Linked DNA regions of Macaca mulatta: region 1 is linked to region 2. The links are chromatin contacts, called in public Hi-C maps. All regions are on one chromosome and are shown on one strand. Each heading gives the region's core, a stretch centred on a gene start, on an enhancer-like site or on the middle of the called end of the contact. The rest is flanking DNA. Distances are from core to core; before and after follow the strand shown.

Region 1 (4,077 bases), core at 1,502-4,001, 61 kb after region 2:
AGCAGCAGGGCTGACCACACACTGGATCGCTTGCTCCAGGAAACACTTTCTCTTCTTGGCCTCCAGGACACCTGCTCCCAGGTGTTGCTCCTAAGTTTCCTTGACTGGCTTCTCCCCTCCTCTCCCTCACCTCCTGTCCATACCCCCCAGGCCCTCTGCTGATCTCGTCCTGTTTCAGCTTGAAACCAGTGTTTGTGTCAAAAACTTTGGAATTTAAACAGTGCTATGCAGTGACTCCCAAATCTCTCTCCAGCCCAGGCCTTTCCCAAACTCCAGAGGTATGTGCCCAAGTGCCCACTCAGACTGTCCAGCAGGACATCAGTAGACACCACACAGACCACACCAACTCCTGCCTTCCGGCATCCCCTCAGCTGCCCACAGTGGGTGAGGGTCACTCCATCCTCCAGGGGTTCTGAGTGGAGACCGGGGGCTTTCCTGGACTCCTTTCCTTCCCTTACTCCCATATCTTATCTGTCAGCAAATTCTGAGGCTTCTACTCTTTTTTTTTTTTTTTTGAGACGGAGTCTTGCTCTGTCGCCCAGGCTGGAGTGCAGTGGCCAGATCTCAGCTCACTGCAAGCTCCGCCTCCCGGGTTTACGCCATTCTCCTGCCTCAGCCTCCCCAGTAGCTGGGACTACAGGCGCCCACCACCACGCCTGGCTAGTTTTTTTGTATTTTTTTTAGTAGAGACGGGGTTTCACCATGTTAGCCAGGATGGTCTTGATCTCCTGACCTCGTGATCCGCCCGTCTCAGCCTCCCAAAGTGCTGGGATTACAGGCTTGAGCCATCGCGCCCAGCCGGCTTCTACTCTTAAAACCTGTGCAGGTTCCCACCACTTACCTCCTCCTCCAGTGACGCCATCTGCTTCTCGCACTGGCCGCTCCCTGACGCCCGCTTCCTCCCTCTGCTCTGTGTCCCCAACCAGCACCCAAGGATTCCTGTGACCCTGTGCAGCCAGTCGAACCATCCTCTGCTCAGAGCCTCTCTGTGCGTCCCACAGTCTTCATCTGACTCCACTTCAGGCCATCAGCCTCTGCACATACCTGATATATATGGCTTCAGGGCTTTTGTCCTGGCTGGTTCCTCCATCTAGAGCACCATTCCCCAAAATCACCCACAAAGCTTTTCCTTCACCTCCTCAGAGAGACTTCCCCTGGCCACCCTTCGTAAAATAGCTACCTTGGCCCACTCCTGTCCCACTCCATTATGTGTTTTTCGTAACAATTTTCACATCCTGACTTATTACTTATCTGCACATTGCCTTTCTCTGCTCCTAAACATTACATGAAAAGGTGTTTTTCTCTTTTGTTCTCTGCTGTATCCCCAGCAGCTAGCATGAACCCGAATGCTGCCAACTATCAGTAAATGCTTTTGGAAAACACAGTGGGTAACAACAGAAGTTTGGATGAAGAGAAACCTGCAAAGTCTTTCACAGACTAACCCCAGCCATGGCAGCAGTGCTCCAGTGTTCCCTGTGGATAGAGGGTCTGAGGGCCACACAGCCAAACAACAGGGTCCACTCACCATCCCGGAAGCTGGCTTGAGCCTGACGTAGACTGTGAGGAACCAGGATTCCAAACCAGTTCAGGGGGTCCCGAGGGGCCTCAGAGGACTGCGGTTCTGGGGTCTTAGTGGGGCCCTTGCGCCTCCGCAGAGCTGAGGAAAGAAAGGTTGGAGTAGGCTGGGATCCTACTCCCTGGCCTGTATCGTCTTGGTGACAATGTTGAGCTTGATCTGAGCTCATGATTCTAGAAAACACTGTTGGTTGGAAAATTCCAACTTTGGGGTTCCAGGAAACAGCTTACCACAAAACACAGCCTTTCCCCTTGTGATTCAGATGAGACTGTTTGTCCACTCTTTCCCATGACTCCTGTAGGACCTGCCGATGACCCTGTTTGCCTGTGACACTGACCTTACCCATTGGACCTGAACATGCTGACAGACCAGACACAGACGTTCCAACTCCCCATTCTTTGTCTCAGGAATGATTAACTGGGATTAGAAGTTTGTCCCTCTGAAACTAGCTAGACACACAGATGAATATTTTCTGTTCAGCTGACTGAAACTTAAGTGATTGTAAAACTATTCCCAGTGTAAAGCAACTCCCCAACTTCTCTACTCCTCCCTATAAAAGTCTAAGGCAAAACCACCCTACAAAAACATTCTGTTCTTCAGCTCTGGGATGCTCTCTCTTATCGCAAAAACCTAATTAAAACCATCTCCATCATTTGCATTTTGTCTTTGACATTGGGAAGGGGTTCTGCAGAAGGAAGAGGGGGCTCACCTGCTTCGCGAGGCCCCACCTCCTCTGGGGCGTGGACACCAGATCTCACCACCTTGAACTTCTGGAGTCCCTCCTGGGCCTCGCTGAAGGACAAGAAGGGAGGATGGAGCTTTGGCACCCCGGGCCTGGAGCGCGCCCGCCCACCCAGCCCAGCATGGACGCTTCCTCACCTGGCCTGGAGGCAGACCTGGGGCTCCATGTGGGAAGCATACTGCAGGGGCCCCACCGACTTGGTGCCCATCGCGTAGCGAGCCTTGGCGAGCGACAGCCAGCCCTGCAAGGAGAGGACAGCGGTGAGCCTCAGTTTACGCCCGTGTGCCCTCCTGCCCGCCCCAGGCGCCTACCTCCTCCACCCGGGCGTTCAACACCGCTCGCTTCCCCTCCAGTTCCTCCAGGTCCCCCAGCAGCTGCAGGAGCAGCGAGTCCAGCTCCGCTCGCAGGTCAAGCGCCGCCATGGACACGCATTCAGATCCGGACCCGCCACCTTCCCCGTCACCGCCCGCGGTTGGCAGGACAGCCAATGGGCACACGAGATCTTCCATGGAGGGGCGTTCCCAGCTGGGGATCCCCACGCCGGCAGCACCTAGGCCTCCGGGTCAGCTCCTTTAAGGGCAAGCGCACTTAGAGAAGCAGCACAGAAGCAACCGATCGACTGGTTTCCCCAGTTAGCCCCCACGTGGATCAGCCAGCCGGACTGTCGGCCGGGGCCGAAGGTGGTTCTGAGTCCTTCCGGAAGCTGCCCAGTCTTAGAACTCGGGCCCCTGCTGTGGCGATGGAAGAAAGCGAAGCTGTGCAGAAACCATTTTGGTTGAGGGAAGAGTGGTTTTAATTTGGAAAGGAGCCGGCAGGCAACCTCCAGATCAGTCGGTGTGCCATTTTTACAGCTGATGAACTGGTTCGAGCCGCTAATTATGATTGTTTTAGCGGTTCATCATCTTGAAACCGTGCATTCTGCACGGCGGTGGCGGGGGAAGGGCGGGGATGGGGAAGCCGCTGGCGGACATCTTTATTAGCTGCAGTCGGAGGCCGCGTGCGACATTCTGTATCCAGTCTATTGGTTGTCCCAAGGAGAACGCCCCCTGGAACGGCCAATCGCCTTGCCATGCCCCCTCCCCCGCCCAGCCCTATTCGCCATCTTAACACAGGGCATGCCCGACGGCTGCAGGCACCGGTGAAGCGTCTAAGGGACCATCTTGGTTGAGGGCGGAAGTGAGGACTGCGAGGCGCCAGAGGAACCCACAGAGTCTCCCGGACCCACGTGGAAGCGGCGCTCAAGATGGTAGGAGGATGTTTGAGCTCCTGTTTCGGAGCTGCGGGACGCGTGAAGTGCTGGGGATGTGGCCCTGGGGCGTTGGAGCCTCGGGGGCTCCGGGGCTCCGGGGCTCGGGAGCCAGTAGTGACTGGGCCCGCTGTTCCCGCAGCTGCGCCGCGAGGCCCGCCTGCGCCGCGAGTACCTGTACCGCAAGGCCCGGGAGGAGGCGCAGCGCTCGGCGCAGGAGAGGAAGGAGCGGCTGAGGCACGCGCTCGAAGGTACGGTGGTCGGTCCCGCGGGCGTCTGCGCGGTAAACCCCCCGCACTTACTTGTGTTCGGATATCCAAGCGTCTTTCCAAATGCTTGCAGGCCGTTTTCCTTGCCCATTGGATTCTCCTGTTGGTTTTGAGAGTTCCTTCCGTGTGACAGTGGTACTTACTTGTCGTTGACGTTGCAGCACCCGGGTTTTGCAGCTTGCCCGCTGTGTACGGTGTGTCAAGTTCGTCCCCAGTTTTAAAGGCTTTACCTTGTCCTATAGAA
Region 2 (4,154 bases), core at 187-2,686:
CTATGTTGGCCAGACTGGTCTCGAACTCCTGACCTCGTGATCCACCCGCCTTGGCCTCCCAAAGTGCTGGGATTACAGACGTGAGCCACCGTGCCCCGCCGCTTTTTTTCTTTTCTTTTTTTTGTTTTTTTGACACGGAGTCTCCCTCTGCGCTCTGTCACCCAGGCTGGAGTGCAGTGGCACGATCTCAGCTCACTGCAACCTCCGCCTCTCGGGTTCAAGCAATTCTCTGCCTCAGCCACCCAAGTAGCTGGGATTACAGGCGCCCACTACCACGCCCGGCTAATTTTGTATTTTTTAGTAGAGACGAGGTTTCACCATCTTGGCCAGGCTGGTCTTGAACTTCTGACCTCGTGATCCACCCGCGTCGGTCTCCCAAAGTGCTGGGATTACAGGTGTGAGCCACCGAGCCCGGCCTCAATTCTTAACCTAGCTATCAACTGCAGTGTTAAAGAAAAACGCCTCGGCCCTAAGGCACTTGATCAAGAAAACACTGCACTACTGCAAAATGATCAAAGCAGCTGTGGACTGTTGGATAAGCGCGGAGCTCTAGCGGATGATGAAGTGGAGAGCATCTCTGCTCAGAAGAAGCTTTCATGGGCAGCGACTGAAAGAATGAGGCCCAGAAGAATTTCTAGGAAATTTCCAAGAGAGGATATTCCAACCCGGGAATTCCCAAGAAGTGTCTCCCACACCCCTGTTCTCTGACCCTGCCATAGCCACCCTCCCCCGTCACAGGTCTCTGCCTGCCATGCATCTAGCGTCCGCTTCATCGCGCCTCTCCAACACCTATTTTCTCCAGGAGCTGCTTCGGACCCCGTCTTTTTTGTTTTGTTTTCCTGAGAACGACAACCCTTGGGCAATGCCAATCATTCCAAGCAAATTCTGTCAGGCCAAGATCTCCCTCAGCAGCACGCGCCCACCTGTTCCCAACTCTCCCGCCAACTGGGCTTCGGGACCCTCCGAAACTAAGGCTGGGAGAAGTCGAGCACACATGGGAAGGGTCGAGCTGGGACCCACACCTGGCTGTTCCTCCCACACCACCTGTTAAACCCAAGGCTCAACTTCAACACAAAGCTCTCCTTCCCTCAATTCCTTCAAGGAAAGTTAACTTTCAACGAACACCTACCGGACTAGGACAGAGTGCAGGAGCCGCGAGGGAAGGTGACACAAAGGCATGGCCCGGGGGGTGGCAGGAAGACTCAGCCGGGGCTCTCCACTCCCCAGCCTGCCCGGCCTGGGCAAAGCCGCCAGGCCGGCCAGAGTCCTGGGGCTCGCGGAGGAACGGACATGGCCTCCGCAGCGGCTCGGGGAAGGCCCCAGGGCGCCGGACTGTCTCACGCGCGCGTTCCGCCCCACTCACCTGTGGGACCCATAGCGTCGCCCGCCTCAGAGGTAGAAGCCGCCATTCCGCCACGGCGCCGAAACTTCGTCATCAAGCTGCGCGCAGAGCCACGCCCCGCGGCCGGGCGGGAAAAGTGTCTCTACCTCTCTGGGCCGTTCTCACACGGCGCGTGCGCAAAGCGAAGGCCTGCCGGGCGAGGACGGGAAGTGGCGAGGCAGGAGTGCGGGGGGAGGGGGTGGTCCGCAGCTGAATGCGCCTGCGTTGTGGTGGCCTCCGGCGCCTCGAGGTAGGGCTCACGCAATTTCTCCCCCGCAAGGAATGCGCGTGCGCGTAAACAGGTCGTTGATTAGTGCCCCCCCCCCCCGAAGAGCGACTCCTAGCGGTGCACCGGCGCGGACCAGAAAATTGCACACTTTATTGTAAGAGGCATTTACTGAGCGCCCAATATATGCCTAGCACTGGGCCGGGTGCTGCCACCTAAGCGAGCACGATCAATGCAGTCTATCAGGGAGGCCCTGACCGCCAAGCAGCGGGCCCCTGCAGTCCACCATGCCACCCCCGGCCCCTAGCGCGCCGCTCAGCACACTTGGAGCGCCCAGTAACTGTTAGATTCCAATGACGCCGCGGAGGCGGCCCCGTCCCCGGCCCGCCCTCCCGCCCGCCGCTCCCGCCGCTCCCGCCGGGGTCGCCTGGGAGGCAGGACGCTGGCGCTGCAGGGAGAGCGCGGTGGGCGGAGCCGCTAGGGGGCGCGGCGGGGGCGCACCTTTTCTCGGGCCGCGCGGATGGCGGCGCCGGGCGCAGGGCCTGGGCCGGGGTCCGGGGCGCCCGCGGGGTTGGAGGCGGCCCGGCAGAAGCTGGTGCTGCGGCGGAAGAAGGTGCTGAGCACCGAGGAGATGGAGCTGTACGAGCTGGCGCAGGCGGCGGGCGGCGCCATTGACCCCGACGTGTTCAAGTGAGCGGGGCGGGAGGGGGCCGCATCCTCGCCAGACACCCCGACCTCTGCTCTCCGGGTCCCCCGGTCCCACTGGTCGGGAGGAGCCCCCCGCGCCCCTGTCCCCGTCCTTGTCGGGTCTTCAGGGAGGTGGCCGCGCCAGGCGGAGAGGGCTCACCGGCCCCGCGTCTGTCCCCGCCAGGATCCTGGTGGACCTGCTGAAGCTGAACGTGGCCCCCCTCGCCGTCTTCCAGATGCTCAAGTCCATGTGTGCCGGGCAGAGGCTAGCGAGCGAGCCCCAGGACCCTGCGGCCGTGTCTCTGCCCACGTCGACAGTGCCCGAGACCCGAGGTCAGACCTGGGCCCGCTGTCCCTGCCCCAGTGGCGGGGGTGGCGGGCGGGGAGGGGGCAGGCGCGGCACAGCGGCGGCGTGGCCCTGAGTGGCCAGGCCTGTCTGTCGGTCTCGGCCCAGCACCTGCAGGGCCCATCCGTGGGCTCTGCTCCCGGGCTTCGCTACCAGCCTTAGGAGGCACGTCCAGGTCAGGTGGACGCAGAGTGCGTGCCCCAGGGTGGTCCAGGCTGGGTAGGGCTCCTCTGCTTAGCTCCTCCCCACCTCTTCACTCAGGCCTTCATCTTACAAAGTCCAGAATCAAGAAGGTTTGGGGCTGGGCGCCGTGGCTCACACCCATAATCCCAGCACTTTGGGACGCCACAGCGGGAGGATCGTTTGAGGCCATGAGTTTGAGACCAGTCTGGGTGACAGGGTGAGATCCTGTCTCTAAATATGTTTTTCAAAAGACAGTGTCGATCCCTGTCCTGTGGTGTACAGCATCCGGGGAAGTGCCCAGGGAGCGGGGCAGGCAGAGGTCTTCCTGCCTGCACCCCACCTAGGCCCCGTTCCTGCGCAGGGGCTTGGCCAGCCCTGGCCAGCTTCCCTCTGATGATTGCAGGAAGGGAGTCAGAGGCAGAACTCCCAGGATGCAGAGGCCTGCGGGGTCTGAAGGGCCTCCTCCCTCTCCAGTGTGGTGACTGGGCTGAGCAGATGCTGGGGCTGAGAGTGTCATGGTGGAGCCTCCGTCCCTGCTCATCCTCCCCGCATGTTGCTTCTGCTCCTGATGGCTCTCTCTGAAATGCAGCACAGCGTCCCAGGCCAATGGAAGAAGGCCCAGAGCTGGCTCTCTGCCTGGAAGCGCCAGGATACCCGCGCAGGCATCCTGAGAAGGCGTGGGGAGCAGGCTGCCTTCATGGGGGGAGCGCCAGGGCCTGGGCACCCACGCCCCCTGACCCAAGAGGGCCCGGGCACCTGTGTGCTGGCCTTTTCACTGACCCTCGCTCTGTCTGCTCTCTTTGTGTCTCTCTCTGACCTCCAGAGGCCTCCTTTCTCTCTGCCAGGAACAGTAGCCCCCCAGCAAGTTCCTCCTTTTTCTCCAGCCCGCAGCCTTCGGCCTCTCCCGTTCTGCTCCACAGCCTGGCTGCTGCACACTCGCCTCTCTCTCCAGGCCCCCCGGGTTCCCTCCGCTTCTCTTGCTGCCTGTTCTCTCCTTTTGCAGGTTGCGTTTATTGGCTTATCTCTGGGGGTTGGTGCTCTCCCTTGTTTCCATTTAAACTGCCTGGCCCCAGGAGGCCCAAGCAGCTTTGAGCTGCAAGGGCAGGACCATGCAGGCCACCGCTGCCCTGCCACTTAGCAACAGGGCAGGATTTCTGACTCGGTTTGTTAGAGACATGGTATGACAGTCTCTAGACCCCACAGTCGGGCTGGCATCCGGGGACAGGACCAACACCCCCACACTCCAGAGGCAAACTGTGGTGAGTGTAAAGAGCCCTGCTCCAGGGGAGGACAGCTGGCCAGGGTGCGGTGTGCTGTGCTGGAGAGCACAG

Evidence for each region. Hi-C and Micro-C count contacts between places; a contact is called where the count stands out from the background.
Region 1: a Hi-C map of blood shows a contact between it and region 2, with 6 times the contacts expected there. The contact joins the promoter of CCDC115 here to the promoter of SMPD4 in region 2. A contact is called at or near these places in 4 of 14 Hi-C or Micro-C datasets (CD4 T cells, blood, fetal cortex germinal zone and 1 more).

What each region holds. Positions count from the first base shown.
Region 1 is chr12:6,445,430-6,449,506 of T2T-MMU8v2.0, forward strand. CCDC115 (coiled-coil domain containing 115) reads right to left here and starts at 2,752. Exons shown (of 5, transcript XM_001093120.5): 1 at 2,630-2,752; 2 at 2,456-2,559; 3 at 2,286-2,368; 4 at 1,526-1,657. The coding sequence starts at 2,740. It overlaps IMP4 (IMP U3 small nucleolar ribonucleoprotein 4), which reads left to right and starts at 3,537. Exons shown (of 9, transcript NM_001266231.1): 1 at 3,537-3,564; 2 at 3,707-3,815. The coding sequence starts at 3,562.
Region 2 is chr12:6,386,032-6,390,185 of T2T-MMU8v2.0, forward strand. SMPD4 (sphingomyelin phosphodiesterase 4) reads right to left here and starts at 1,437. Exons shown (of 17, transcript XM_077956703.1): 1 at 1,130-1,437. MZT2B (mitotic spindle organizing protein 2B) reads left to right here and starts at 2,102. Exons shown (of 3, transcript NM_001193944.2): 1 at 2,102-2,297; 2 at 2,479-2,627. The coding sequence starts at 2,128.